Regions from separate parts of the Mus musculus genome. Here regions 2, 3, 4 and 5 are each linked to region 1. A link is a contact called in public HiChIP or PLAC-seq, capture Hi-C and promoter capture Hi-C data. All regions are on one chromosome and are shown on one strand. The core of a region is the stretch at or near the end of the contact, and the rest is flanking DNA. Distances in the headings are between cores, read along the strand shown. Region 1 overlaps Gm36620 (a long non-coding RNA gene). Region 2 overlaps Gm20755 (predicted gene, 20755). Region 3 has its middle 25 kb from the start of Gm20755. Region 4 overlaps Gm20755 (predicted gene, 20755). Region 5 overlaps Gm20755 (predicted gene, 20755).

Evidence for each region. HiChIP or PLAC-seq counts read pairs in DNA pulled down with a chosen protein or histone mark. Capture Hi-C pulls out chosen DNA fragments and counts their contacts.
Region 2: a contact with region 1 is called in an HNF4G HiChIP or PLAC-seq map of pancreatic cancer cells. The contact joins two enhancer-like sites. A contact is called at or near these places in 10 of 39 promoter capture datasets (the C10 cell line, cranial neural crest, embryonic stem cells and 5 more), 1 of 15 datasets of contacts at CTCF or cohesin (the NIH/3T3 cell line), 4 of 484 Hi-C or Micro-C datasets (the G1E-ER4 cell line, cerebral cortex, double positive thymocytes and 1 more), 7 of 115 datasets of contacts at active chromatin or transcription factors (craniofacial prominence, embryonic hindbrain, embryonic stem cells and 4 more) and 2 of 9 other capture datasets (adipose tissue and embryonic stem cells).
Region 3: a capture Hi-C map of embryonic stem cells shows a contact between it and region 1, with 2.0 times the contacts expected there. The contact joins two enhancer-like sites. A contact is called at or near these places in 9 of 39 promoter capture datasets (the 3T3-L1 cell line, the C10 cell line, Sertoli cells and 4 more), 3 of 484 Hi-C or Micro-C datasets (the Patski cell line, cerebral cortex and neural progenitor cells), 5 of 115 datasets of contacts at active chromatin or transcription factors (cardiomyocytes, embryonic fibroblasts, fibro-adipogenic progenitors and 2 more) and 4 of 9 other capture datasets (adipose tissue, embryonic stem cells, liver and 1 more).
Region 4: a contact with region 1 is called in a RAD21 HiChIP or PLAC-seq map of pro-B cells, with 6 times the contacts expected there. The contact joins two enhancer-like sites. A contact is called at or near these places in 12 of 39 promoter capture datasets (the 3T3-L1 cell line, the C10 cell line, the HPC-7 cell line and 7 more), 3 of 15 datasets of contacts at CTCF or cohesin (the NIH/3T3 cell line, large pre-B cells and pro-B cells), 6 of 484 Hi-C or Micro-C datasets (the AML12 cell line, cerebral cortex, cortical neurons and 1 more), 7 of 115 datasets of contacts at active chromatin or transcription factors (craniofacial prominence, embryonic hindbrain, fibro-adipogenic progenitors and 4 more) and 4 of 9 other capture datasets (adipose tissue, embryonic stem cells, liver and 1 more).
Region 5: a promoter capture Hi-C map of adipose tissue shows a contact between it and region 1. The contact joins two enhancer-like sites. A contact is called at or near these places in 12 of 39 promoter capture datasets (the 3T3-L1 cell line, the C10 cell line, the HPC-7 cell line and 8 more), 7 of 484 Hi-C or Micro-C datasets (Sertoli cells, embryonic stem cells, liver and 3 more), 6 of 115 datasets of contacts at active chromatin or transcription factors (craniofacial prominence, double positive thymocytes, epiblast stem cells and 3 more) and 3 of 9 other capture datasets (adipose tissue, liver and pancreatic islet).

What each region holds. Positions count from the first base shown.
Region 1 is chr3:37,726,325-37,731,584 of GRCm38.p6, forward strand. All of the region lies in intron 1 of Gm36620 (a long non-coding RNA gene), which reads left to right. Among named protein-coding and RNA genes, the nearest start is that of Gm5148, 4.6 kb to the left of the region's middle. Within about 2 kb of position 2,952, at least 96 of the 459 cell types and tissues checked have an H3K27ac peak or open chromatin away from gene starts, as enhancers often do. A contact at or near this core is called in the G1E-ER4 cell line, adipose tissue, heart atrium and 9 more, where this site is marked.
Region 2 is chr3:37,973,098-37,978,320 of GRCm38.p6, forward strand. The region is part of intron 2 of Gm20755 (predicted gene, 20755); the gene reads left to right. Among named protein-coding and RNA genes, the nearest start is that of Gm22899, 20 kb to the right of the region's middle. Within about 2 kb of position 2,479, at least 70 of the 459 cell types and tissues checked have an H3K27ac peak or open chromatin away from gene starts, as enhancers often do. A contact at or near this core is called in the G1E-ER4 cell line, adipose tissue, nephron progenitors and 2 more, where this site is marked.
Region 3 is chr3:37,871,412-37,876,941 of GRCm38.p6, forward strand. No RefSeq gene overlaps it. Among named protein-coding and RNA genes, the nearest start is that of Gm20755, 25 kb to the right of the region's middle. Within about 2 kb of position 3,695, at least 143 of the 459 cell types and tissues checked have an H3K27ac peak or open chromatin away from gene starts, as enhancers often do. A contact at or near this core is called in adipose tissue, heart atrium, liver and 2 more, where this site is marked.
Region 4 is chr3:37,951,620-37,956,681 of GRCm38.p6, forward strand. The region is part of intron 2 of Gm20755 (predicted gene, 20755); the gene reads left to right. Among named protein-coding and RNA genes, the nearest start is that of Gm22899, 41 kb to the right of the region's middle. Within about 2 kb of position 1,477, at least 3 of the 459 cell types and tissues checked have an H3K27ac peak or open chromatin away from gene starts, as enhancers often do. A contact at or near this core is called in pro-B cells, where this site is marked.
Region 5 is chr3:37,905,195-37,910,940 of GRCm38.p6, forward strand. All of the region lies in intron 1 of Gm20755 (predicted gene, 20755), which reads left to right. Among named protein-coding and RNA genes, the nearest start is that of Gm20755, 9.3 kb to the left of the region's middle. Within about 2 kb of position 2,552, at least 110 of the 459 cell types and tissues checked have an H3K27ac peak or open chromatin away from gene starts, as enhancers often do. A contact at or near this core is called in adipose tissue, kidney, liver and 3 more, where this site is marked.

The DNA.
Region 1 (5,260 bases), core at 1,702-4,201:
GTTTTGGGAAGCAGATTCACTTGCAGCTATGAATAATAAAGACTGATGATACAGAAATGTAAGTCCTCACATAAGACTCCCAGGAAGGGCTACTCAGAGCAGGTGCTCAAGCTCCAGGCATGCTCAGGGACCCAGGCTGCTTCCAGGCTTTGGCTCTCGTGTCCCAAAGCATCAAGTTCATTCTCATAGTTGCCTTGGGGTCCAAGGTGGCTGCCAGACTCCGTCCACTGCACTTGCATTGCAGGCTCAGCAAAGTCAGAAGAAGGAACAGCAAGAGGGATGTGCAGCCCAGCTGGGCCAGTCTTCCCAGCAGTCCCTTGTGAGTTACACCATTGGCCAGGACTCAGCACGATACAGTCTCTGTTCTGGGCAGTGTACTGGGAATCTGGAAGAGTTTTCTTTAAAGAGAACATGGCTAGAGATTGACAGGTAGTGAGGGTCTCTGTGTTAGGCATGGTCCTTAGAACTCTGGACTGGATTCATTTATTTGGTAGCAATGAGTGAAGCACTGGGGGCTGGATGGAGGGAATGAAGACTTGGACTGCAGGGACCATGGCTGGAAGGGAAGAGTCTGACAAGGTTTGCTAGCTGAATTGAGAAATCGGGAACAGTGCCAAAGGTAGATGGTGATGTCATTAGTTGACATTAGCAAGGAAGATCCTGGATTAGGAGTCAGACTTGCTGACTGTGTCCAGTGGGCTGTCCTGCGGCTGGTGCTCAGAGCTGTTGAGGGTGGACATTTCCAATGCATACTGAACCTATTTACATATTAAGAACATTCTAATGTCTGTAGGATGTCTTAACATGTATTTTGGGGTTTTATAAGTTGCTACTTAGGGCTCTCTTAATTGTGTCAGAGGAAGGGTATAGGGCTGCCTCTTTTTGTGCAATATCACTGGGCCTAAGGGTCCTGAGAGTCGGGGCAAAGTTTTGTTCTTGAAAAGGTGCTTCTCCTTTGCCTTCCCCTCCCTTGCCTTTAGTTCCTGCCTATGTGGTGGTTGGAAGCAGGAGCTCAGTGTCCCAGCGAAAAAAATCAGAATAACACAAATCTGAAGATGATGGCCTGCACATTGTATAATATTTAAATAAAGTTTGAGTGTTTAAACCAACGTTTGAAGTTGAGCAATATAAACCAAAATAGTCTGCCAGCACACCAGTGCTACACAGGCACTAAGTGCTAAGCAAGGCTCTTAGGAGTCAGGTGGGAATGGCCCCTAGGCAGGGGTGCAGCCCCGACCTTACCCTACAACAACAGCAGGTCCAGGGGGCTTCAGTTCCTGCCCCACCCCCAGATCTTCTCGTGCTAGGTGCCTCTTGCAAGACAAGCTGAACTGTGGGAACCTTTGGAGAGGACCATAGAACCAGCCAGGGATTCCCTAAAACGAGACAGACTGGCAGATTGTGTAGGGCCATGGAGAAAGCTCAGTGAGCAATGTGCTTGCTGAATAAACGTGAGGGCCTGAATTCGAGCCCCAGGACCTACAACCTATGTCAAGAAAGGCAGGTACATAGCTCTTGGGAGGCAGAGGCAGGCAGATTTCTGAGTTCTAGGCTAGCCTGGTCTACAAAGTGAGTTCCAGGACAGCCAGGGCTACACAGAGAAACCCTGTCTCAACCCCACCCCCCCCCCCCAAAAAGAAAGAAAGGCAGGTACAGTGGGGCACTTGTAGTCTCAATGCTAAGGAGAGAGAGGCAGGGGATAGCCATGTGGCTCACTGCAGGCCAGCCTTGCTAAGATGGTGACCCCAGCCCAATGATAGACCATGGCTCAACAACAGGAGGGCTCCTGACAAGTGACACTCAAGACTGACCCTCAGGCTTCACCCTCATGGACACACAGGCAGGACCATCTTCCACTTTGTTAAACACAGACCTGTATGAATTGTGTGCTGTTCATCAACTGTTAATTATTATAGAACTGGGTGAGTCGCAGGTCAACGAGTGGGGAAAAGAGGAAGCTGTGGGCTGAGGGATGGAGTGAGCAGTTCTAGGAAACACTGTGTCTCTAGAGGAAACGTGGAGCTTAAAAAGATACCCTCTGGATATTTTTCTTTACAGCGATATGGTAAGTGGTCACTCCTCTGGCCACATGTTGTGCATGAAGCAGTACAGACATAGGGTAGAGTGGCATGTGAGAGAAGGGTTAAGGTGAGTGAGGTCTTGCTGGCTTTCCAGTCAGTCTTGAAGGAATGCTCGGTCTGGCAGAACCCTACTTTGAACAGTCTGTTTCCTCTCCTGACACAGGTCTTGGCATCCCTGGGGAAGTTGCCTCGAAGCCCTGAAGCTGGAAGGGGCCCTGCTGCTCCAGCTGTGTAACCCTTAGCTTTATCTGTCTGGCTTTGGCCTCTTAGGTTTGTCCTGCCTTGGTTGTTTTGTTTGTCCAAATGGTTCTGTTCTTAGGGTGACACATAACAGCAGCATCTGATTGCTTCTTCTGAAGAAGAAGAAGCAGGAACAGGTTTGAGACCTGTGTTGCTGAGGTGGCTCATTCTGGGCTGGTTATTGCTGATTTGTTTTAACAGCATGTGGAGAAGTCTGGTGGGCAGAAAAACCTCTGTAACCCTGTCAGTGGCAGAGTTTACAAGCTTGTCTTCGGGGTTCTTGGCAGTTGCTAAGCCTTTGCCAGGCCCATTTCTGTCCTTGCTACTGGTGCACCCAACCCTGGACACTACTTACTGGTGTAGCTGTTAGAGTTGTGTTCGGGAGCAAACAAGTGTTTTCTGAAAATGGTGGCAGTGTTTCCCTTGATGGGACCTGCGAGTGTCATCCAGTACAACGAAATGAGGGAGAAGAAGCAAACAAAACAAAACAAAACAAAACAAAACAAAACAAAACACAAAACACAACAAAACAAAACAAAAAAAACACTTGTACAGAAATAGCAGAGGCAGTAGGAAATGACGCCGGTTCAGGCTTGTTTTCCTGACTGGTGTGGCCTCATTCCAACCTGTTGCCATGGGCTCTGGCCTGTCTGTGGGACACCCTGGTGCAGGGGGCCTCAGAGGAAGGGAACTTCTACATTTCTGTTTGCCTGGGCTCCTTGCCAAAGCCTGAGTTCAAAGTGCAGTTTCCAGTAATTTGTGGGGACGTCTCTGTGGGTTCACTGGGCCAGGACAGAAGCCTGCAAGCCCAAGTAATATTTCCTAATTGCTGTCGCTCCTTGTGGAGGGAAGGAAGGTGGTTGAGGCTCTTGCTGGTGCCTAGGGTTGCTTCCTTGGATCCTGCAGCTGACTGGCCTTCTCTGTCTCTGGCTGTCCCCAGCCTTCCTCTGTCATCCCATGCAGCCATGGGAGTCCAGCCCAAAATGAGACTGGATTTTATATTACTGATATCCACTTAGCCCCTTCTTAGAGCATCCTCTCCACCCTGCCGCTTCCCTGTGTCTCAGAACATCCTGGCGATTGTGGGTGAACCCTTGGCAAATGAAGGGCTGGGTAATGGCGGGCCTCACCTCAGAGGAGGGCTTGGAGAACAGTGGACTTTCTATCAGGCAGATACACTCAGGGACAGTGTATGTATGTATGTATGTATGTATGTATGTATGTATGTATGTATGTATGTATGTTTTTTGAGACAGGGTTTCTCTGTATAGCCCCGGCTGTCCTGAAACTCACCCTGTAGACCAGGCTGGGCTCGAACTCAGAAATCCGCCTGCCTCTGCCTCCCAAGTGCTAGGATTAAAGGCATGCGCCACAGTGTTTTAATGAATTGTGTTTTCTCTGGCTGTGGATGAGACACTCTTGACATGGAGCAGGGACAGTTTTAGGCCACTGCGATCTTCAGCCCTGTGAACACAGGGCAGTGGCCTTTTAAGTCTGATACCCTACCTCAGGTATCCCGAGGCCACCCTGATAGCACTGAAGGGAGAATGGACACAGCACCACCCCACACTGTGTTCCTGGCCTTCTTTCTACAACACACTTTTTTTCATTTGCTAATCTCAGACTGGCTCTCTGGTGGTGTCTTTCCTCCAACCTGGAAACCCAATTTGAGTGATTTTTCATTTTAACAGTTTTCTGTAGCAGTTGGGCTTGCTGGTGGGGATTGAGGGGACTTCCCCGCATAGAGGAATTTCTATCTGTTTAAGAATCACAAAACCAAGTGGGTATAAAATATTATTTAAATATTTTTATTGGAAGGTCAGTACTTTTTGAAATCATCTAAATAATTAACTGTACAATGCCAAAATACCTCATTAAAGCTTTAAAAAATATTTCTTGGTTGTGTGGCCTTTATTAAGCAATTAATGGCTTATATAGCTTTGCTCTTCTTTACTAAGTTGGTTTAAAAAAACAAAACAAAACAATTTACATTAACTGAGCAATTGTGATACACCTTTAATCCCAGCACACTGGAGATTGAGGCAGGTGCGTTCAAGGCCAGCCTGGGCTATAAAGTGAGTTCCAAGACAGCCGAGGTTACTACATAGAGAAACCCTGTCTCAAACAACAACAACAACAAACCAACAACAAAAGTAACAAAAACCGATTTATATAAGAGAATTGGTTATTTGTTCTTAAAAATGTCTTATGAACCCAGGAAGAGTCCAAAATATTGCTCTAGCCTTCAGTTATCATTTAAAAAGAAACAAAACAAAACTCGTGACTAATTTCTTTAAAAAAAAAAAAATCCCAGGTGCCTGACTAGCTAAGTCTGTAGCAAATCTTGGGGATGGTGCTTTTGGAGTTTCTGCAGTGAGCCAGGTAGATGGCTCAGGTGATAAAGTGCTTACCTCGTAGACAAGAGGACCTGAGTTTGCATTCCCAGCACCCACAAAAAAGTGGGTGCAGAAAGCAACACACTTACATAATCCCAGCCCTGAGGAGGTGGAGGCCGGTGGATCTAGGATCTCCTGGCCAGCCAGCCTAGCTGATCCAGGTTCAGTGAGTGACTCTGTCATGAAAAGAGACTGAGATGAGGGTGTCAAGATGGAGCAGCACACACATCACTTCCGTGGATTCTTGTTAGTGGCCACAGCTGGGAGTCTGGCTAACTGTGGTTAGATCTTTCTGGAAACAGCACTGACGGTTTCATCTGCTTCCTTGGTCCCCAAAGAAGCCATGATAAGTCTTCAGCCTCCATGAGGCCAGAAGCTCTGAGGTTTCAATCTTGAGAAAGTGCCTTATGCTGTGAGTTAACTGCCCCTCCCCCTCCACACCCCAGGAGACTCAGTTATTCTTCACACATCAGGAGCTGTAAAAGTCCTGCCAAGAGAGCAACATTTGGTTCTTTTGTGGGTCCCCCACTCCCTCCAAAAGTC
Region 2 (5,223 bases), core at 1,229-3,728, 250 kb after region 1:
TTACTTAGCTGTCTGTCATATTAAAACTTGGCAAGTCTCACGGCTGTTTACTTGGTTCTAATCACTGGAACACCAGAGTCTCAGAAAGGGAGAGAGAGGGCCAGTGCAGGACTTAGAATTTGAGTATTAATGGGATGTTAGAGGAATGTTAAAAGGATTTCAGGTGTGGGACTTGAGAAAATTGGTTCTTCAATGTAGATCTTTTGGGAGTGGCTTATAGAAGACATCCCAGAGAAATCTTGTATCCTTTATATCCTGTGTCTATGCTGCAGGAAGATGACCCAATAAACCAAGAAGTAAGCCCTAAGAGACACTGACTTTATAGGCACAATTGTCTTAGACTCCATACTCTCTAGAACTGTAAGGGATACATTTCTGCTGACAGGATGAAAAAATGTTTTATTATACATGGTGTTATTTTCTTTATACTAGAGCTAGTACACTATATTTACCTGATGATTGGTTTCTTCTTCTCTTCTCTTCTCTTCTCTTCTCTTCTCTTCTCTTCTCTTCTCTTCTCTTCTCTTCTCTTCTCTTCTCTTCTCTTCTCTTCTCTTCTCTTCTCTTCTCTTCTCTTCTCTTCTCTTCTCTCTCCCTCCCTCCCTCCCTCCCTCCCTCCCTCCCTCCCTCCCTCCCTCCCTCCCCCCTCCCTCCCTTCTTTTTCTTTTTTCTGTTTTTTTTTTTTTTTGCCAAGGTTATGCTATCTGAACAAGGCAAAATCTGACCTTTAGACCCTCCTGCCTCAGCCTCCTTAGTGTTGGACTGTAGGTTTCCATTACCTTACTGGCTGTTAATTGACTTTTTAAGTTTTAATTTTCAAACATATGCATAATTGCAAAATATTTGTCTCAGAGAGGAAAGAGTTATTCTAGTTGTACTGAAATTCATTCTGATAAATAAATAAATAGCTAGAGGTAAAATCTGCCCTTTGTATTTAATATACTTGTTAATACATAGCAACGTTGTCCCTGCGACATCTCTGTGTGTACACCTATTGTGTCCTGATGCTGTTCAGCTTCCTCTTGCCCTCTCTCCTTGTTTCTCGCCGTGGTTCTCCCTGCTTGCTTTAGTAATCCTCTTGACTCCTTCTAGGTCTTAAAAATAACCCTAGAATCTCTGTGTGACTTACTTTATATAACACAATGACCTCCCAGCCACCAACGTCCCTGTAAATGACACAAGATTATTATTCTTTATGCTTGAATGCATACATTTACATACATATCCAATATATATTCCATAGTTTCTTTGTCTGTCCCAATGTCACGTTGGGTGCTTCTGTACTTTGGCTGCTGTGAATAACTCCCCAGTAAGTGGATCTCATGCATACTCACAAATCCCTTCCAGGGAGTCCCTCAGTGGTACACCTGGATTGGACTGTGGCCCTGCTGATTCTTGCTGAGGACAGCTGTCCTGACTCTGGGAGGTGGGATCTCACATGGTTTGGAACTCCATCTTCCTAATGACTGAAGACCATTTTGTTTGCAGGTATTTATTGGCTGTTTATCTGTAGTTTAAGGAGTATCTCTTCACACTTTATGACTATTACATTCATTATTAGATTTCTATTATTTCGCTATTTATTTTTAAGTTTTATTTAACGACTAAGATTTTTCTCCCATTCTATAGACTGTCTGCACTTGGTAGAAGTGTTAAAGTTTGTTATAATCATGTCACTGATTCTTGCTGTTGAGTTCTCAGCCACGAAGAAGTTGCCTTTGCTCATATCTCGACATTATTCTCTGCTTCTTCCAGATGTGACCACAATGCAGGTGTTTGATGGGAATCGGGTCTCAATGTTAAATTCGATCAATGGAGGACATGAGTTTTGGTCCTGGTTTTAAACAGACGATGTGCATGCATAAGATCGAAATTATTGCCCCCGTCAGAAGTGGGCCTTTGCTTCCTGAGGCAGATGACTTGTAAACCACAGTTTCACACTTTATAACATGCACAGGTTTGAGTCTGCCGCCTGTGATTATCCATTCCCCCGGGCTTTTGTGCTTGACTGTTTAATGCAATAACTTAGAAGGCATTGTCCCCACCCCCCCCACCATCTTAGGATGTAATTAATGAATAATTAACTGCTGCTAGACTCCAGAGATCCCATACCGACCCTCATAACTGTGTTTGCATCTCATGCGTGTGCCTTATCATAGTTGTCTGGCTTCTTGCTTCTCATTTCCTTGTGATAAGATTCTGGGCACATTGAGTCTCCGGAAGTAAGCTCGCAGGGCTGCCCCGCGAGTTTATTTGAGGAAGGAAATAATCAATTTAGAGCTATTAGGGCTGGAGCCCTTATCCAGCTCATTTCCTTGTCTAATGCTTCGCAAGCTGATATTACATGTTTAGACTTCAAAGCCTCAGCCCCGGGCTGTGAGGGCTTTCATTAACTCGCAGTTTCTCTGGAGCAGTGAGTGTTTGTCATTAACATGACTATAACCCACAGACTTGCAAACAGGGGCCATAAAAGTTGTCGGAAAAACTTGTGCCACTCAGCCCAGGGCTTTAGCTTAGGCCTCTATTCATTCTGTGTTGCTGGTGAAGTGCAAGGGCGGGTGGGGCCAGGCTCACATTCAGAGGTGTGTGTGTGTGAACATGGTGGCCAGAAGTCAACCTCTGCTATCTTGTCTGAGCAACAGTTCACCTAGTCTGGGGACAGGGTCTCTCACTGGGACTTGTCTAGCTGGCTAGACTGGCTGGCCAGTGAACCCAGGGGTTCTCCTGTCTCAGTCTTTGGGCTGCTGTTAGGATTGCACGTGCTTACCACCAGGCCAGGTATGTGTGTATGTGTGTGTGTGTGTGTGTATGTATGTATGTATGTATGTATGTATGTATGTATGTATGTATGTGGGTTCTGGGGCTCAGGCTTAGGTCCTCAGGCCTGGGTGGCAGACTCTTTACTAGCTCTCCCCAGCTTGATCCTCACAGTTTTTTATTTGCTTCGTTCCTTTCCCCTATAAGGTTCAGTGTCTTAAAAAATAAGAGTTTTGTCCTATCAGCAGAAGAGTGAAAACTGTAGATGGGTATCTAGTCCACATCCAGGTGGGGAATTTTTGCCCTCCCAGTCCCATCCCCCTTCCTGGTATTATACAATCTAATCCAGACACAGGCAGCAGTTAATGTACCATCAATAGGAAAGGAAAACAATCAAACAAAAAGAAGGGGAAGGAGAAGAAGAGAGAAGAGAGAAGAGAGAAGAGAGAAGAGAGAAGAGAGAAGAGAGAAGAAGGAGGAGGAGGAGGAGGAGGAGAAGGAGGAGGTGGAGGAGGAGGAGGAAGAGGAGGAGGAGGGAACAATTCAGGAATACTAGAAGGAAAAAGGGTGTTATCCTGAAGGCAAGAAGCTGACCATAAAAATCAATAATTATAAATCTGAGATTGTGACTATCTGCTAAATCAAGTTAGCTTGGTGCTCACTATGTGGTCGTCTTCTGGCTGTACACAGGACACTGCTTTCCTTCACTATGGATCTGAATAGGCTCCTGGGAAAGGCTAGTGCGCTCTGCCAGTTCTTAAGAGAGAGGTCCAGTTGGACAGAAGTAAGGAGACAGTTAAATGGGATCAGTACTTGTCTCGTGGAACATTGCTTCTCTTCCAGCTCCTGCGATAGCAATCGATGGAGGCACTTGGACCACCGTGGGAGGGCTTCCGGTCACACAGAGGAGCGGGTTCCAGAAGGGGCTGGGCTGCCAAGGATCTGCAGCTGCTGTTGGAGCCTCCCCTGGTCCGGAGTGGGAAAAGCAGAACAACCCCTGGGGAAACACGATAAAAACACGGAAATTGTAGGAAAATCACTAGCAGTTGTCTGGCTCTTTTTCTGTGTCAACGGGCTTTTGTTTAATGTTTTAGGTATCTGAACGCCACCGCGGAGGCTTTTGTTTGGTTTCCCTCTAATTAAAAATAGCCAGCTCAGCAGTGTATGGTTGTAACAGTAAAGATGAGAAAAGAAAATTCTAAGCTAACATAAACTCTCCTATCCTGTTCATAGTTCCTGGAAGAGATACCTCATCAGTTTAAAAAAATGTTTTTTGTTTTGTTTTTTTTTTGTTTTTTTTTTTGGGGGGGGGTGATGGTGGCGGTGCTTGTACTTACTGATCAAACACATTTACAATTAATATTTGTTTAGAATTTGTTTAGAGTCCCATTAAATGATTTTTTTTGGACGGGGATAATATTATCTTACGTTAAAAGAAAAAATAAGTGCCAAGCCCTCCACAAAAATCTATGAAAGAATTTAAAGACAGAACAAAGTTTTGTATTTTTAAAACATTGTTCTTTTTGTATTCCCACACATTCCTTTGGGAAAATGAAAGGATTGTTCTGACACATATCATAAAAGCTGGTTTTCTACACGATGGGATTGACTTGCTGTGAGAGTTGTCTTGTGATAATTTTAAACGGGAGTGTAAGAACAAACCTGGTTTTCTCAAGTGTTCTAGTAGTATTTTGAAAATTCCTTATGCCCAAATACAATGTAATATTTGATTTGGCTCAGATATACATTCACTCTATTCAGGTTGAATAGTCATTTGACTTACTAATCCCATGGTTCACCATGTCCTAGGAACCGGCCCCCTGCAGCCAAGGGAAGTAAATGCAGGTGCTGATCTCGCAGACTTTCTGGGTCTTGGTCTCAAGTATGTTTTAATCTCCTGGGTCTGGTGGGGAAATGGTGGCCTCAGAGAACAGACTGGCCTGGGCCAGAGACAAGCAAAGGAGTGCTTTTGGATCACACAGTGTGCAGGCACCATTTGGAATGTGTCCCCATCCTTTCCAAGTCTCCGACGGCCTCTGGCGCTTCCTTTGGACCTTAGTACCCCCCAGTGCTCTTTCTGTGTGTCTGTATTTTAGGAGGTGCTGGTACTACTTCAGGTTTTCTTTCTAACCCCCCCCTTCTTATGTTATTGTTTCTTTTTGAGCTAGGCAAATGACTAAATCAGAAAATGACAGACTCATCCTTGTATACTTATTTGTTACTTCTAAGTGTGGGGTTGGACAGGAGCAAAGATGGAGAGTTTGCACACACACACACACACACACACACACACACACCATGGCATGCATATTTTCTAATCTTGTATCTACCATAGCATTGTAGAAATTGGCATTTTTATAGGTGAAAGTGGTCAAATCGTTACAGTTTTAACAGGGATAATAGTTATAACACACCTGCATTTATAAGAAACACTAAGAAAATTGCTATTGTTTTTTATTATTTAAA
Region 3 (5,530 bases), core at 2,445-4,944, 150 kb after region 1:
GCTTTCCAGGTAGGCTGTGCTGTCCAGCAAGCCCTAGGGCTCTGCCTGCCGCTGCCTCTTCAGTGCTGGGATTACACGTGCATGCCGGCATACTTGGCTTTTAAAAACTGAGCTATAGGAATTGAGCCGAAGCTCCCGTGCTTGCATGGTGAGCATGTCACCAACTCAACCATCTCCCTCATCAGGGATCTGACTTTTTTTTTTCTTCCTTTTTTGGTAAGCGATTTTGAGAAAAGTCATGAGTAAAGTGACTGAAAAGATGTGGCATGGAGATGGGGGAGGGCGATCTGCTACCATGTCAGTAGGACAGCGGCATGGAGCATGGAATTCCTGGTGTCAGGTTGATGTTGTCCTCCATACCTATGCTCCTTGGGAGTGTAAAATGTCACTCACCTTCCAGAAACTGACAGGGCGCTCTGAAAATTCTGAGAATGAAAGGAAGTTCCCTTAGTTTCCTCACTCTCTGATCACACCTTCTGAGTTCTTCTCATACTTTCTCAGAGTGATCACAGCTGCAAATCGACGCAGTCCAATTCAGGGGACACCAGACCAGAAACGGCCTCTATCAACCCCCTAACTACTTGTGATGAATAATCTTGGTTGTCAACCTGAATGGATCCAGAATCAACTAAACTAGGATTCGGGTGGTGTGTGTGTGGGGTGCTTTCATGATAAGATTATTTGAAGCAGAAAAACTTAACCTAAATGTGGGAAAGGCAAAAGGCTGCACCTTTTGGTGGCAGCCAAGGTAAAAGAACATGCAAGAATGAAACATGTGCTTGCTTGCCCTCACTCTTTCTAGCAAGTTCATCTATCCTACTGCTCCTGAATCCCATCACCAATATTAGAACTAGCTTCTTTGGGTTTTGAACATAGACTGAAGACCAGGAGTTTTCCAGGAACCCTTCAGGCCTTCAGTACCAGATTGGGACTATAGAGATGTGCCTGTTTCACTGGCTGAGCAGCTATGCGATTCTTGGCCTCTCCAAACTTACAACCACAGTGTAGTAAGTCATATACACGCATCTATTCCATGAGTTCTGTTTCTTTGGAGAGCCCTGACTAGCACACGTCTGTATGGCCTTACTTTGCCATGGTGTATGATTTCAGTAATCAGGCTTAGTGCAGACCTGGCCTGGAGAAAGGGAACTTATGGCAATAACTTGATTAAAAACATCTGAAAGGGAGAATTTCAGAGGGATTCTGAATTTGCCTCTTTTTCATTTCTCCCTGGTTTTTTTATATGCTGTATTAATCTGATTGCTATAGAAAATGCATTGGAACTTCAAAAATTGTTCTTTTCATTGCTAATATCAGTTTTGTTTATAATTACAAACAAAAAGCTACTTGAACAATGCATTCTGTAGCCTCCATGGGGGAGGGAATAAAACAGCTTTCTTTACTTATTTTAGTTGGGACCAAGAGTAGAGTGGGGGCTTCTAAGGGTGATGCCCATCTGTCTGTCTGTCCATCAATCGATCGATTGTTCCATCCATCCATCCATTGTCTGAAGAAGTAATTTTTGATACTTGGCTCTAAAAGCTATGTTCTAAATGGTAGAGTTCAAATAGGGAATAAAGACCAACACATAAAACCTGTACACTTTTGCAGGAGAAAGGCATCAATAAATAATTATGTAGTTAAAAATAAAAGTAAGTGTATTAAATGAATCTTTGCACAACTAGACATTAGCCTCTAGAGAAAAGAACAACCATTTTAGCCAGACATGTGACCCTTCACCCCTTAGTCTTATTGAGTTGTCAGGAGGGGACAGTCTTCCTGTCATTAGTCTTAGTAATTCCTCCTGCCACTTTTGGCTTTTTCTCAGTGCCAATCATTCATGGGTTCATCTCTACCTTTTACATCCTGCTTAAAGCTTTTAAGGCGCAGTATTTTGCAGGCAAACTTTGCCGGGTGACAGAGAAAAGGGAGTCTGTACTGTGACCTTTTCTTATGAAGCAATGAGTCTGGGAAAAGGTGGTCCCAAGGTTGACTCATTGCTAAATGATGCCAAGGGGAAAATTATCTAGGATTCCTTGAGCAATCCCACGACAGAGTGGTGGCCGAGGAGAGGAGAGTCAAGGAGGATTTCTGTTTGTGTGAATTTTGTGTGAAGAATTCTCTTACCTGGAGGCCAATAATGTTATAGGTTTATGGATCCCAAATCTGATACAGTTTTGGAATGCACTTTAAGAAAAATGATCTAAAGCACAGAATCTGGGCTAGAGATGGCAGTCAAGGTCATTGAGAGGATGAGGTCCGCTTCTTAGGATGACAGTAAGCAGGTTGCATTTCTTCCTTTGCATCTGTGACCTCCCTGAATCACAGGAAGGCAGGTCACTTGAGCTGCAAAGAGGTAGGAAAGCAAGTGTCTGCTGTCTGTGGTGCTGGGGAAGGGGAGAAGGATTTGTATTGGATGAGAACCACTTTGTCCCTACTGATGTCTGTGGGTGGATGCCTAATATCCCACAGTGGGACAGAAGTCCGCTGTCAAGCATGTTTGACTTGGTGGGATGCAGTGAGTTAATGCGTTCTCCCACTCATGTTCCTCTAGGATCACAGTATAATACTGGTCATCATGTGAGGGAAATGCTCATGAGCAGAGCACCTGTGGCCTCCCAGAGAGCCTCGTCAGGGACGCTGCTTCCAGTTCTGTGGGTTGTGGAGACACAGCAATTCTTTCTGTGCTTCTATACTCCCAGGCATCTCCTTTAGCTCATGAGGGGCCCCATGTCATCTGTACAATTCTCTGTAGGAAATTCTTTCTCCTTTCGAATGGTTTCTCCTGTCATATATGTGTGTGTGTGTGTTTAATTCATTTTAATATATCAGCAACACGATATTAATTGCACCAACAATTCTTTAGTTTTAAGGCCCCATCTAGGAAAGTTATCATGGCTAAAGTACAGAATATTTAGCCAGTATATTGGGGCAAGTGTGTAGGTGGGTGGTAGAGAATTTGTCTAAGATGTATGAGGGCCTGGTTCTCTCTCTCTCTCTCTCTCTCTCTCTCTCTTACACACACACACACACACACACACACACACACACACACACACACTCATACACACAGTATCTTGTCAACACTGACACAAAGCCAACTCTGTACTTGGGGTTAGCTAGCAAAACTTGATTGTGCCCAAAGGCAGCAATTTCAACACAGGCAACAGTGACAAGTGTCCTATGCTATTTCCTCACTTACAAGTCTTGTCACGGCATATTTGAATCTCCAGGTACTATTGAAGCCAAAATGTCTAGAGTCCAGTTTCTGAGGCTGGAGTCAGCTCTGTAGTGTGTCAGTCACCTGGCTTTGTAGGAGCAGTCTTGGAGTGATGTCCCAACTGTCGGCTCCTTCCCTGATTATTCTTGCTGTAAGGTAAATGGTGAAGGACCTCAGAGTCGAGGGCTCAAACCCTTAGAGTCATAGTTGGACCGTTTAACAGGAAGCTGACTGGAGAAGACAAGAGCTTCCCCAAGCCCTCTGAGCACCTGGCTATGCTCCTGAAGAGGACTTCCAAACAAGAGTGTGCCTTAGGCGGCTTCCCAGCTTCCAGCTGGATCCTGGAAAAGGCTCTTCCTCAATTTCCTGTTCTTCAGCATCATGGAAAGTGGTTTATTGCTCACCCCAACCCTGCTGCTGCTTTTCACATGGAAGGAGAATGTGTTACCCACAATTCTTTGCCATGAAGAGCACAGGAAACCGTTGGAGATGAGACTGCGATCCAGCTCCAGAGTGTAAGGAATGAGTGATCTCTCTCTCTCTCTTATATTCACACATGCGCACGCATGCACGCACACACACACACACACACACACACACACTGATGAGGGTGGGGAGAGAAAGAGGGAGTAAAGGAGGGAAGGAGGAAGAGAGAGAGAGAGAGAGAGAGAGAGAGAGAGAGAGAGAGAGGGAGAGAGAGAGAAAGAGAGAGAGAGAGAGAGAAACAAGAGTCAGGCTTGAGTCCTGCAGTTATTTCTGGCTTTGAATTGTGTCCAAGTCTCATACATTCACAGACGGCCTCGCCAAGGCCCACAGCTGTCCTGCATTTTCAACAGATCCCACAGGGCCTCGATCAGGCTGAGAGACATTCCTTTGCTCTGACACAGGGCCTAGAAGGAAGGGCTGTAACCTCTGAGGCTGTGGAGGTGGGAGCCTGCCACCCTGACCTTCCCAAAGTGCCCAGACATACAGGTGCAAGAGTGTGCTGGATGGCACAGCCCAGAGTGTGGCAGGACCTGTGGGTGATTGTCCTCAGAGCCCACAAATCCAGTGTGCTCTACTTTCTGTGGCCGTGGTGGAGAGACACATGCTCCTGTTGCTGTTTGGGATGCTTGTCACAGGAAAGGCATGCTCCTCTGGAGATCTTCCCAGCTGTCAGTAATGTGCTGATATACCAAGGCCAGTCCTGAGCAGGCTAGCCAGATAAACAGGATGTCCACAGTGTGTGAGAACACATGAGTGGAGCGACCCTCTCTGCCCATCTGTCAGCCCCATAAGGGACTGTCGTGCCTTGCTCCATCTGCCTGTCTAGGGCAGGAAAACAGGCAGCATGGAACATATGTGAGAAAAGCCCTCTCCCTGGCTACAGGGGCCATTGGTGAGACTGGGAAATCTGACCTAAATGGGAAGGAACATGGCTTTCTTGTTAGTTGCTTACTTGTCGGGAAGTACTTTAAAGACATCCCAACACACAGGGGAAGACATAATTAGATCATCAGTGGCTGTTGTGGGAGACAAGGGGGCTGGTCTTCAGGAACAGCTCTGCATGCCAGTGGAATCAGCTTCATGTTTTCTTCTTGTCAGACACACACTGGTTATTTATGTGAATATACAGAGACAAGTGACGCCTGTGTCATTGTCCTTCTTGTTTTGGAGACACTGTGTCTGTTGACGATCAGTGTGTAAACACGCTCTCAAGGCGGCAGGAGGAGGCACAGAGGCCCCTCCAATAGTCTGTGCAGACTGGGCCCTTGGAGGAAGAGCAGCAGACATCCTGGTGTGGGCTCTTCTGTGGTTGAGGGTGTCGAAGGTGAACCCCACAGTAAGAATGTGCTGATAGGACATTAGAGTTGAAAGTGAACCCAGTTTCTCTTCTGACCTGAACTGATGGATATGGGAACGATTGCTGTGATTGCACAAGATCTCCCAGGAGTGTGGCCAGAAAGTCAGATATGTGATTCTAATTCTCGGGGGCCCTGTGATGCTCTCTGTGGCGTGGTACATGTTCTCTACTTCCGGTACATCAGACGCAGCTTCGTTTACGTGGATTCAGTGTTGTTACTTACTGCTTTGATTTGAATAGCAACTGTTTTAATTCTCTGTGTTTTAAACTACAGTAGAAAGAACAAGAAGAAAACTCCTTCCACTTTGTCTTTTATTAGCTCAAAATTTAAAATTTGAAAGAGTTTAATGGGGGCTGGAGAGATGGCTCAGCGATTAAGGGCACCGACTCCTCTTCCAAGGTCCTGAATTCAATTCCCAGCACCACATGGTGGCTCACAACCATCTGTAACAAGATCTGACACCCTC
Region 4 (5,062 bases), core at 227-2,726, 220 kb after region 1:
CACAGCCTGGTGTGTGAGAGAGGACTCTGGTTGGGTATAACCTGAGCAACCTCTGGGAAAGCCCTCCCCAGCAGCCATGTGGGAAGCCATGTCTGATGGGCTGATTGGTAGAATGGGAAGAGAGTCGAGCCAGAGAATGTATCTGAGTGAAGCAATAAGTTGAGGAATCCCACATTCAAAAACAGATGAGCTGACTACAATAGAAATAGCCACTCTGTCTTGACAGGCTTTATTGATGGTCTGCTAATATTTTGAAAGGGCTCCTGAGGCTAACACGATATATTTTCTCTTATATTGAGCAATACTTACTGATTGAGATTTCCTAAAGAACCAAGCTGTGGCTGTTTTATATAGAGGTTGAAAGCCAATGTTGGCTGTAAGCAAAATTTACGATGTCCGTTAATTAGCACTTCCAGGCACAATCAACACAGGTAAATTTGTAGCCAGATAAACAATGAAGGCTTTAGTTTGTTTGTTTAGCCTGCGTGTGTCCTGTGTAATATTTGGAACACACCTGAGCTAGAAAATGCAGCTGTCTTTTTAAAGTTCCGTGTAACTGGGTACCCTGTAGTTTATGTACTGAGACTGTTGGTCTTAAGCACTGCCTTTGTGCCATCCTGCTTCTTTATGCTATGCCACTGAAGCTCCTTCTAATAATAGTCAATTTCTCAACTCTATTAAGTCAGACTGACTTTGTGATTTTTTTTGACCCATAAGACACAGCCAAAGAGACATTGTGCAAATCAAGGCATGCAGGCTAGGCTACTATGTGACTCCCATCTTTGCTCTCCTGGAACCCTACAGCTATGTGTGTCAAAGGCTGGGACTCAGTTGCCAAGAGGAGCCACATGGAAAGAGGAGGCCCCATTCTGATTACAAGAGGCCATTGCTGATCCAGAGCTCTTGGGAACCTCCAAATGTTCATGACTTTTCAAATGAACTAGTTGAAGGAGCCAGCCAGCCAATGCACAGATTGCTGGTAGAGATGACTTACTGGAGTTGGAACCTATTCTACTTTGAGTTAGTTTTCTGCACAGCAGTAGATAGCTGATATAGTCCCACTCAGGACAAGCCTAAAAAAATCTTAATACTGGTATCAAGTATGGTTTGTCTCCAACAGGATGGGTAGACTAACAGACACTCTCAACACAAAACACAGGCAGGCCATATAAAACATTTAAGAACATAGTTATACCATATAAACAGGTTTGTATTGATAAAAGAAGGAAAATAACTAGAATTCAAGAATAGAAGTGAAGGAACAATCTAGAGGTCCAAGAATGCAGGGACCGGAAGTCATGACCAGGTGACAGGAAAGAGTGAAGGCCAGAAGGAGACAGCTGTATTTCTTCTTGTTCAGGCCCGCTCTTAAAATCTGTTAAAACTCATATGGAGATCCACAAAGCATGGTCTGGAGACTGACAGATTTTATCTAAAAATCAGTGTTATAGGCCAGGCACTAATTCCACTCAGGTCCCACAGTGCCCTCCTCAGGTCTACCCTGGGAATCCGGAGGCTCAAAAATGACTTCTGCCTCCAACCAGCCCTTCCTTCTCATACAATACTGCCTTTCTGAACTCAAACAGGGGAGGCTAAGACCAGTCTGGGTCAAAGCCATGACAGACATTGAGTGGATTAAGCACCTTTTCTAGGCTATTCACTTGTCCCATCTTTCCCAGGCTATACTCAAATGCAGGCAAAGCCATACCTATTCCTGAGGATGAGGAGGAATGGACAGATATTCTTAGGTAGCCCTTGATACCTAAACATGGTTAGTAGTACTTATAGAACATAAATCCCAAGTTAACTGAGCATAGATAGACTCACGATATGCCAGGTTTTAAATCACCATGACTGAGTTGCTTTCTGATGGTGTATTAGCTAGTTTTCTTGCTGCTTTGACAGATTTTCTGACAGAAGCAACTCATGTGAGAGAAACATTATTCAAGCCTATAGTATCAGAGGTTCTCACCTATCACAGTGGGGAAAGAATCAGCCAGCCCTTGGAGACAGTGGCTGCTCCTGTCTCATGCTAAAGATAGGAAGGAGAAAGCTCAAGGCCAGAATCAGGGCTGACTATAACCTCAAAGGCTCATCCCTAGACACCCACTTCCATTAGTAAGATCCTAAAGTCTCTAAACACACGAGAAACAAGAGTTTGAAACATGAGTCTGTGGGAGACATTTTAAATTCAAGCCAGAGCATCCTGGCCCTGAACATAATAGTCTCAGAACTATCTCATAATGCAAAATACATTCTAACTTCAAAAGTCCCTAGAATCTTAACAGTTTTAGTTCAAAGTCTCTTCTTAGACTCAAGGCAAATTCTTTGCTGTAAGCCCTATCTGATCAGGGGCTGCGCATTACATACTACCAGTATATAATAACAGGGTAAATACCCTCACCCGTAAAGTAAGGAATGGGGGCACCAGAGGAAAATGGAGTCAATGCAAGATGAAACCCAGCAGGACCATAGCTACAAAGGTCTACATCTTTGTGTTTGGCATCTGGAACATCTGGAGGCATGATGTGAGATTGGACAGCCCCACCTCTACATCCCTGCCATTTGTGGCCCATGTGTCCTCTCTCTGGGCTCATTTCCACTTGGTTTTATCATCTTTCCTCAGAAAATGCTCCATGTTGCTGGCATCCAACATCTTGTGGTCTCAGTTTCAACTTAGACTTCATCCTTAAAGCTTTCTGGATTGTCTCATGGGACCTCTCTATGGAGAATTGACCTTATACTTCTCACCTTCACAGGCTTCTGCTGAAATCTTGGCACAAGGTCCCCTAACCTCATGATTTTTGTATTCTGCAGGTATGCAAAACACTATGTGGGGGATAATTCAAATGTAGCTGGGTCTCCCTAGGAACCTAGGGCTCTGTTTGAATGGTGTGTTCCTATTCTTTTAGACAGTGTCTTCTTAAGTGTTTGAATTTTTTACATCCTAGAACCACTTGTGGGTGGGGTGTTCTTCATTATTGCTTCTGCAGTACAACATCCTCAATTTCTCCCTAATGTCCTGATCTCTAATGATTTTAGCATTTTGCCTCATTGGCATCACCCTGTCTGTAGCATGTTTAGTATGCTCATATTCCCTTCTCCACCAAATTACAATTCTATTTCTTTCCACTCTGTTTTTCTTCTCTGTCACCATAAAACTGACAAAATCCAGTCACCAATAACTTTGGAACTGGCTAACTGTCCTGCTGTTTTGAAATTTCTCCTGTGAAATGATTTAGTCCATTATTTCTGAATGTTCCTTCAGCATTTCAAGACACAGATAAAACATAGATTGCTGGTCAGAATGTAGCATGGTTAGCCTCTAGTCTAACTCCTTACAGAGTCTTTGTTCCCACCTGAAACCTCATGAACACAGTGTTATGTCTACATTTCTGCCAGGATCTGCTCTTCCATATTGACCTGAGAACAGACCATTAGACTCAACTTTCAGCATCTTCAGACTTTTCTAGACTCTTCCATATTCTTCCCATGAACCACTTCCAAAGACTAAAGACTTTTCTGGCTTGCTTTACCACAGCAATAACCCCACTCTTGGTACTAATTCTTTGTATTGCTTTTCCCATCACTGTGACAATGTCTGACAGAATTCAAAGGAGGAAAGATTTATTTGGACTATGATTTCAGAGGTCATGGTTCATAATGGTGGAGAAGGCATGGTGGTAGTAGCTGTAAGCTGTCTGACCTTGGAGTTTGTGGCTGTGACTGTTCATCTGACATGGATAGGAAACATTTAGAGCTGGCCCCAGCAGCAAGTATAATCTTTCACATCTTGCCCTTGATAGACAATTTCTTCCAGTCAGCCTTCACCTCCTGAATGCTCCGAGACTTTTCAAAATAGCAAGCTGGTCACAAAGCATCAGAAATCAAAACCTACAGGGTACATTTCAGATTCAGACGAAAGTAAGGATAATTATATTTTGCTTCATATCATTTTCAAAGTAAAGTGAATGAATGGAGTGCATTAATTAAACAAATGAATACAAAAACTGATCATTCACATTGGGTGTTCAAGGGTTGTGATTGCTGTGATGAAAGGAAGGGTTTATTTGGTTTATATTTTCAAATTATGACCACCATTGAAGGAAATCTAGGTAAGAGCTCTATCAGGGCATGAAGAGGGTGGGGGCTGATGCAGAGGCCATAGAGGAGTGCTGTTTACTGGCTTGTTCCTCATAGCTGTCTCAGTCTGCTTTCTTATAGGGCATAGGACTGCTAGCCCAGGTGTGGCATCACTATGGGCTGGAGCCTCTCCAAGTAATCACCAACCAAGAAAGTGTCCTACAAGTCTGTCTACAGCCCTATCTTATGAAGACATTTACTAAGTTCAAGTTCCCTTCTCTCATGACTATAGCTTGTGTTAACTTGATAGAAAAACTAGCCAGCACATTGCGGAAAATTCAGGTTCTGCACAATCTTCTGTTGAGTTTATAAAGTGAAAGATTGCTTCACTCAGACCTGGATCTATTCTGATGCATAAAACCAAATCCACTACAATTATGTACAGGCATGAATGACATCGGCTTAGGAATGAAACTTTATGCCCAAAGTAGAGTGAACAAGCATTTCTACCGCTGAACCCAGCATTGGAGCTTTAATTTTAAGACAGCATCTGCCATATGTAATTCATCCTATTGGTTTCAGTTGGGTTTTATTTTCAGTTTTTAAATTTAATTTTACATGTGCTATGATTTTGTGGTTTTTAAAAGCTATATTTTCTGGTTTAATGTTCCCCTCACACTGTATTTAAGTATTTACCATTAAATTAACACTACAAGATGTTAGAATATGTTTTTCCTGTAAAAGAGTCCTTTGTAACTTAACCAGTCAACAGTTAGATAATGTGTTAAACCAGTATGGAAGTGTGGGAGTGAATTAAATACATGTGGTTCTTTCTTTTTTGAGACCCCCAGTGGGACAAGAGGAAAAATAGACAATCATTTAGATTCAGAGAAATAGGAAAGGAAGAAAAACATCATAAGACTGCGTCTTTTGAGAGACAGAAGTATAGGATAATTCCGAAAAGATAATCTACCGGATT
Region 5 (5,746 bases), core at 1,302-3,801, 180 kb after region 1:
TTATCTCTAACTTCAGTGCAAAATAAAACCCTCTACCTCTCTTTGGTTGTAAGATCTTCACAACATTACTCTGTTCCTTCCTGAAAATGGACAAACCTTTCCCCTTTACTTTTGGTAATAAAAAGAGCAAAATGGTTGATTAGGTATATTTTATTATTTTCTTTCTTTTAACTCTTTGATGCCAAGCAAAGGAATGGGCTGGTAACTAATTATAACATGGGATTATGTAACAACATGAGATAAATGTACTTAATTGAGCAAGCCCACATTTGGTGGTGAGGAAATAAACTGAGAGGTGGGGAAGTGGCACTCACAGGGTTAATTCCCAGCAGGAACACTTAGACGCTCCTGCTGATGCAGACCTTCTCTTCTCAAGATGGAGAGAGTTCTATGGATGAATGGAGTTATGGTAGCACAAAGTGAATGGCTGCAATGCCTTTGTGAATTGTAAGTGTAGACATGTTTTTCAGATGCTAAATTTTATCTGATGTATATTTATCACAATGAGAAAAATTGTTAGGACTGGGGAGAAAGCTTAGTCTCTAACAAACATGGTTGGGCATGGCAGCACACATTTATGATCTCAGTGTCAGAAGTCAGAGACAAACTCCTTGGGGCTGACTACACAGCCAACATGGCATACATGGTGAGAGACAATGTCTTACAAAATGTGGGAGATGGCACCTGAGGAGCATCTAAGGTTGACCTCTGGCCTCTTATGTACAGGCACACATGTGAATAAACACACACACCACAGCATGTATGAAATCACATTAGATTGTATCTCTAATGTGAAATAAGTTACACAGGTTCCCTTCCATGAGTAGAACACTGAGCGGTTCATCTTACCTGTAGAATTTCTTACTAATATTATTCTGACTTTGGAAGCTTGGGAAATCAGAGCAGCCAGAAGCCTTTACTGTAGTTATGTAAGAAAACGAGAGGAGAGTGATTCCAGTCCAGTTCTGAGCCTTCTCTGTCCTCCTGGCTCCTGCCATGTGTGGGTGACTTCCTCCCTCATGTGTGTACCCACCATATTTGCATCACAGTAGGGAGTACACATTATTCTTTATTCTAGGATTATTGTATTCCAATAAATTCAAATGAATCTGACCACGTAGTGAACATGGCAGAACAGTCCACAAAACCTGCTTGTTGCTCGTGGCATGGAGCAATTCCTAGTGTCAAGTGCATCTGAAAGAGTCTCCCCAACACACCCAATCGGGGATGGGAGTCAGGCTGACAGCTTCAGCCCTGGGCTCTGTGCTCACACCCTGGCATTTTGGTGCAAAATGAATCCAATGCCTGAGAAAACCTTAAGACCCAGGTCATCTTTATTTTCCCTCCAGAGAGTGAGTTATTTGGAAGCCCCAGTACAAGGGAATGCCAGGGCCAAAAAATGGGAATGGGTGGGTAGGGAAGTAGGGGGGAGGGTATGGGGGACTTTTGGGATAGCATTCTAAATGTAATTGAGGAAAATACGTAATAATAAAAAATATTTAAAAAATAAAAAATGAAAACGTTTTGTAGAACTTCATATTTTTTTCTTCTCCGTATGAGGTTTAATATGCGCTCATTGCTTAAGAAGAATAGTCTACCTGATTGGGTCCCGTGGCGAGCAGAGCTGTCCCAGCCTTGCTGGAACTTGTGTTTCCTAAGTCCTGGCAGAGAGCAGGCTGAGTAGATGCTTCCTGCCCAGAAGCATAGGTACACGAGTGTGGGCCCAGGGGGCCTCTGATTAGGGTGCTGAGGAAGCAAGCAGACACCTCCAGCTGCCATCAATCAGCTCAGAGCCTGGCTGGAGCCGTAGTGGGTGGATTCTGCTCTGTGTGGTGGAAACACAAGGAGACAGAGACAAATGTTCTCTGGCCCTGCCGTTCTCCATGCTGCCCTTTCACAGTCCTTAACATGCATGCTCAAATTGATTTAGCCCCTTTCCCCTCAACTCAACCGTCTACTTTCCTTGCAGACTGACAGTTTTATGTGTGGCTGCCCTGCCAGTAGCTATAGTGTTTCAGAAACATTGACTTCCAGACTTAAAGGATGAGTGAGGAGGGGTGGGGGTGGAGAGGAAGGGAGGTGAGCTTGACTCATTTTAATTCCTTTTTTTTTATGGGGTGCAAAACATGCCCATCTCGGCACCAACTTTGTCTCTCCCTCTTGTTTTTCTTCTTTATTTCTTTTCTGTGTCAATGATTTCCATGAAAAGGTTTGAATAAAGCCTCACACTTGAAAAGCACATCTGCCAGGTGATGTCAACGCCTGGCCTGCTCCGTTTCCTGTTGGGTGGTGAACATGCCATTCTCTCATGGCCCTGGAATGCTGATTTGGTCCAGGGGCGAAGGCCAAACACAGGTAGGGTCAAGCTGGAGGAGCAGGGTGTGGAGGGTGCTTTCTGTCTTCAGTTCAGCTTTTGAGCGAGGGGGGCTGGGAAGAGTCTAGAAGCAGTTTATTGTCTGTTCTGCAATGTAAACTCAGAGGAGGAGGAGAGGGCGGGAAGTAAAAACTGGACTGTCAACAGTCCCTTGTCAGCTGCCTGCACAGCGTGCAGACATGCCAAACGTTGGGTGGACTTTGCCCGGGACAAGCCAGGACCCAGGTTTGACCCTTACCCTGACATTATTTGGAACTGGATGAAAGCACCTTCTCGGAATGTGTGAGAATATTTCTGGCATCGAAGGTCGAAGACTGAGCCTCGGAGTTAAAATAAATATTCAGGGCAAGGAAGGAAACAGAGGTTAAGGGTTTGATCAGATAGGAACTCGGAGCTCACGCAGTTCATCTCCCTCCTTGTACTCTCTCTGGTTTCATGTGTTCATCTACACAGCAGCCAACACACAGCTTGTCCTTCCTGCTCCTGTGGGGAAGGGTTGAAGGGAGGCCATTGATTTATGAAGACAAATAAAGATAAAACAAACAAAATAAAATAAAGTAGGTTGACGCATGAACCTTGGCCTGTGTATTTTCAGTTATTCCCTGAGATGGGTATTTAGTTCATTGTGGTGTCTTACTCTATAAAGTAGTTGGAAAGATAATGCAGGAAGAGACAAGAGTATTTTCATCTTTTTGTAAGAAATAGAATCTGGGGGAAAGACCATGAGGCAGACATATACTTTTCTACGCACACAAAAACATAAAGAGAGAAAGTTTTCATTGATCTTGCATGGTTAATGTAATGGTTCAGGGCTTTAGTTACCAGCCAGGTACCCTTATTACTGAGTGCTTTCTGTGTTTCCAGAAGCTACCGAGTATCGTTCTGCTACGCACTAATGTGACATTTGGGGTCATCCTCACGTTATCAGGACTCACAGGGCCGTCCTTGTCTCCCTGAAGTTCTCAGGGTCTTCATGGTTGACTGTTTCTAATCAGACAGTGCTCTGAAATACCCAGTTCCTTTGGAGCCAGGCATGGAATGCCCCTGGGGAAGTGAAGCATGCAGTTCCTGAAGCCAGACATTCAGTCTCCACTGAGGACCATGGATGGGTGGGAAAGCCTCCCTCCTGGCCTCTGGCTTCTTCATCTTGGGACGGAAGGTGTACACCGTGGCTTGCTGGCTGCTGACGGTGTGGGCAGAGGCTGTGTGGCAAGGTCAAGGGAGGCTCAGGGAGTTTCTGTGTCACTTTCTGCAGCCATGCAGCTTTCTTTAACAAGATCCCATGAAAAATACCATCTGAAAACACAAGCCTTGCTCAGTATAAAGATCTAAGAGGTGAAAATACAACTGAAGGGCAACCTTCCCTCTGACCATGAACTTTAGAAGTGACCTTGAATCTCTGTTTAAAGCCCATGAGAACAAATATACGTATACAACTGAGTCACTGAAAGGCTACTTTTACTTTCAAGGACATACTACGGAAGGTGTCTGTACTCTAGGAAATGGGAGATTTACAAAAGCATTCGTTCAGAATGCAAACTTGGGATCTATAATAGTCTTCCCTTACCTTGGCTCCACTTCCTGAAGTTTTGATGGTAGTTGGCTATGGTCTGAAAATGTGGCAGGGGGAAATCCATCATTTGTGGGTTACATGCCATTCAAAGTAGTATGATGAGGTTTGTGATAGGATATAAATTATCCCTTCATCTAGCACATCTACCAGGTTCACCCCTCCCACACATCATCCACTTCTCAGTTATTCTGGAGATCATATCCAGAACCATGTTTTCTCAGAACTTGTGTCTGAGTGTCATTAGGGGCATTGTGGGTAACTTTAAGATAGCACATCCTTACAACTGCTTGATCTTATTGTTGCAACTGTTTTGGTTGCCATAATAAAATGTCTGCATTGAAAGCAATGCAGAAAAGGGTTTGTTTCACCTACTAAGTCATAGTCCATCTTGAGAAAAGTTAAAGCAGAAATTGAAGCAGAAGCAGAGGTAGGAACCATGAAGGAATGCTGTGTGCTAGCTGGCCTCATTTTGTACTAACAGGCTTATGCTCAGCTAGGTCTCTTACGTATCACAAGCCCTCCTGCCTGGGGAATGGTACCGCCCACAGTGAGCAGGGCCTTCCTTTTTCAATGAAAAATCAAGGCAGTCACCTACAGTCATGTCTATAGGCCAATCTGATCTAGGCAGTGCCTCAGTTGAGGTTTCTTCTATCAGTGACTCTAAGCTCTGTCAAGTCAACAGTTAAAGCTAACGAGGACAGCTGATGTCACTAATATCATATTATGACTAACTTATAAATTAAATGCAATCAGAGGGATGTAGAGGAAGGATGGAGTATGTGTGAGGGTTCAGTGTCACTAACAGACCCAATTTTAGCCATCGCCTGGGAGTCTAGAGGCATTTTCCCCTAGGATCACAGAGAACTAGTGTGTGTTGTGAAACAACAGGCCTGCCTCCTGGGAACCACTGAACAGACTGTTTAAAACTGAGAATTTTCCATTAAATTGGAACAAGTGTTTGCCATGCTAATCGCTTACATAATTAATTATTCATTGGCCCTCAGATATATTTTATTTGCGTAAATCTTTTTTTCTAACAAAGGAAAACAGGAGGAAGCCAATAAAAAATGTTTCCTTCCACTTGGGGCATGGAAGAAATCCCCTCCGGTTAGAGAAGACTCGAGATGACTGATCTGTGGGAGAATGGCTGTCTTAATCATCTATCTGCCTTACTAAGGATAAAAAGATAGTTCGCATTACAAAATAACCTACATAGATCACTGTGTGCACACTCTGAATGGTAGTGCTTCCTGGGATGGTCTGTGTTCTGATACTGTGACAGTAGTTTTTAAGACACTGTCCAACGTAACTGTAACGGGTGTTGTCTTAGTTGGGTTTTACTACTGTGAACAGACACCATGACCAAAGCAAGTCTTATAAAAAAACAACATTTAATTGGGGCTGGCTTACAGGTTCAGAGGTTCAGTCCATTACCATCAGGTAGGAGCATGGCAGCATCCAGGCAGGCAAGGCACAGGCAGAGCTGAGAGTTCTACGTCTTCATCCAAAGGCTGCTAGTGGAAGACTGACTTCCAGGTAACTGGAGTGAGAGTCTTAAGCCCACACCCACAGCAACACACCTACTCCAACCAGGTCTCACCTATACCAACAAGGCCACACCTCCAGATGGTGCTACTCCCTGGTCCAAGAATATACAAACCATCACGGGTGTTCAGACTGGATCACCCTGGAAGCTAGGAGTCCATACAATTTCTTATAATTTGTTGTTATTGATAATCCATGGGGTATGAACCTAAGCTGAAGACTCACACTTTGGACTTACTGATATCATCTTTTAA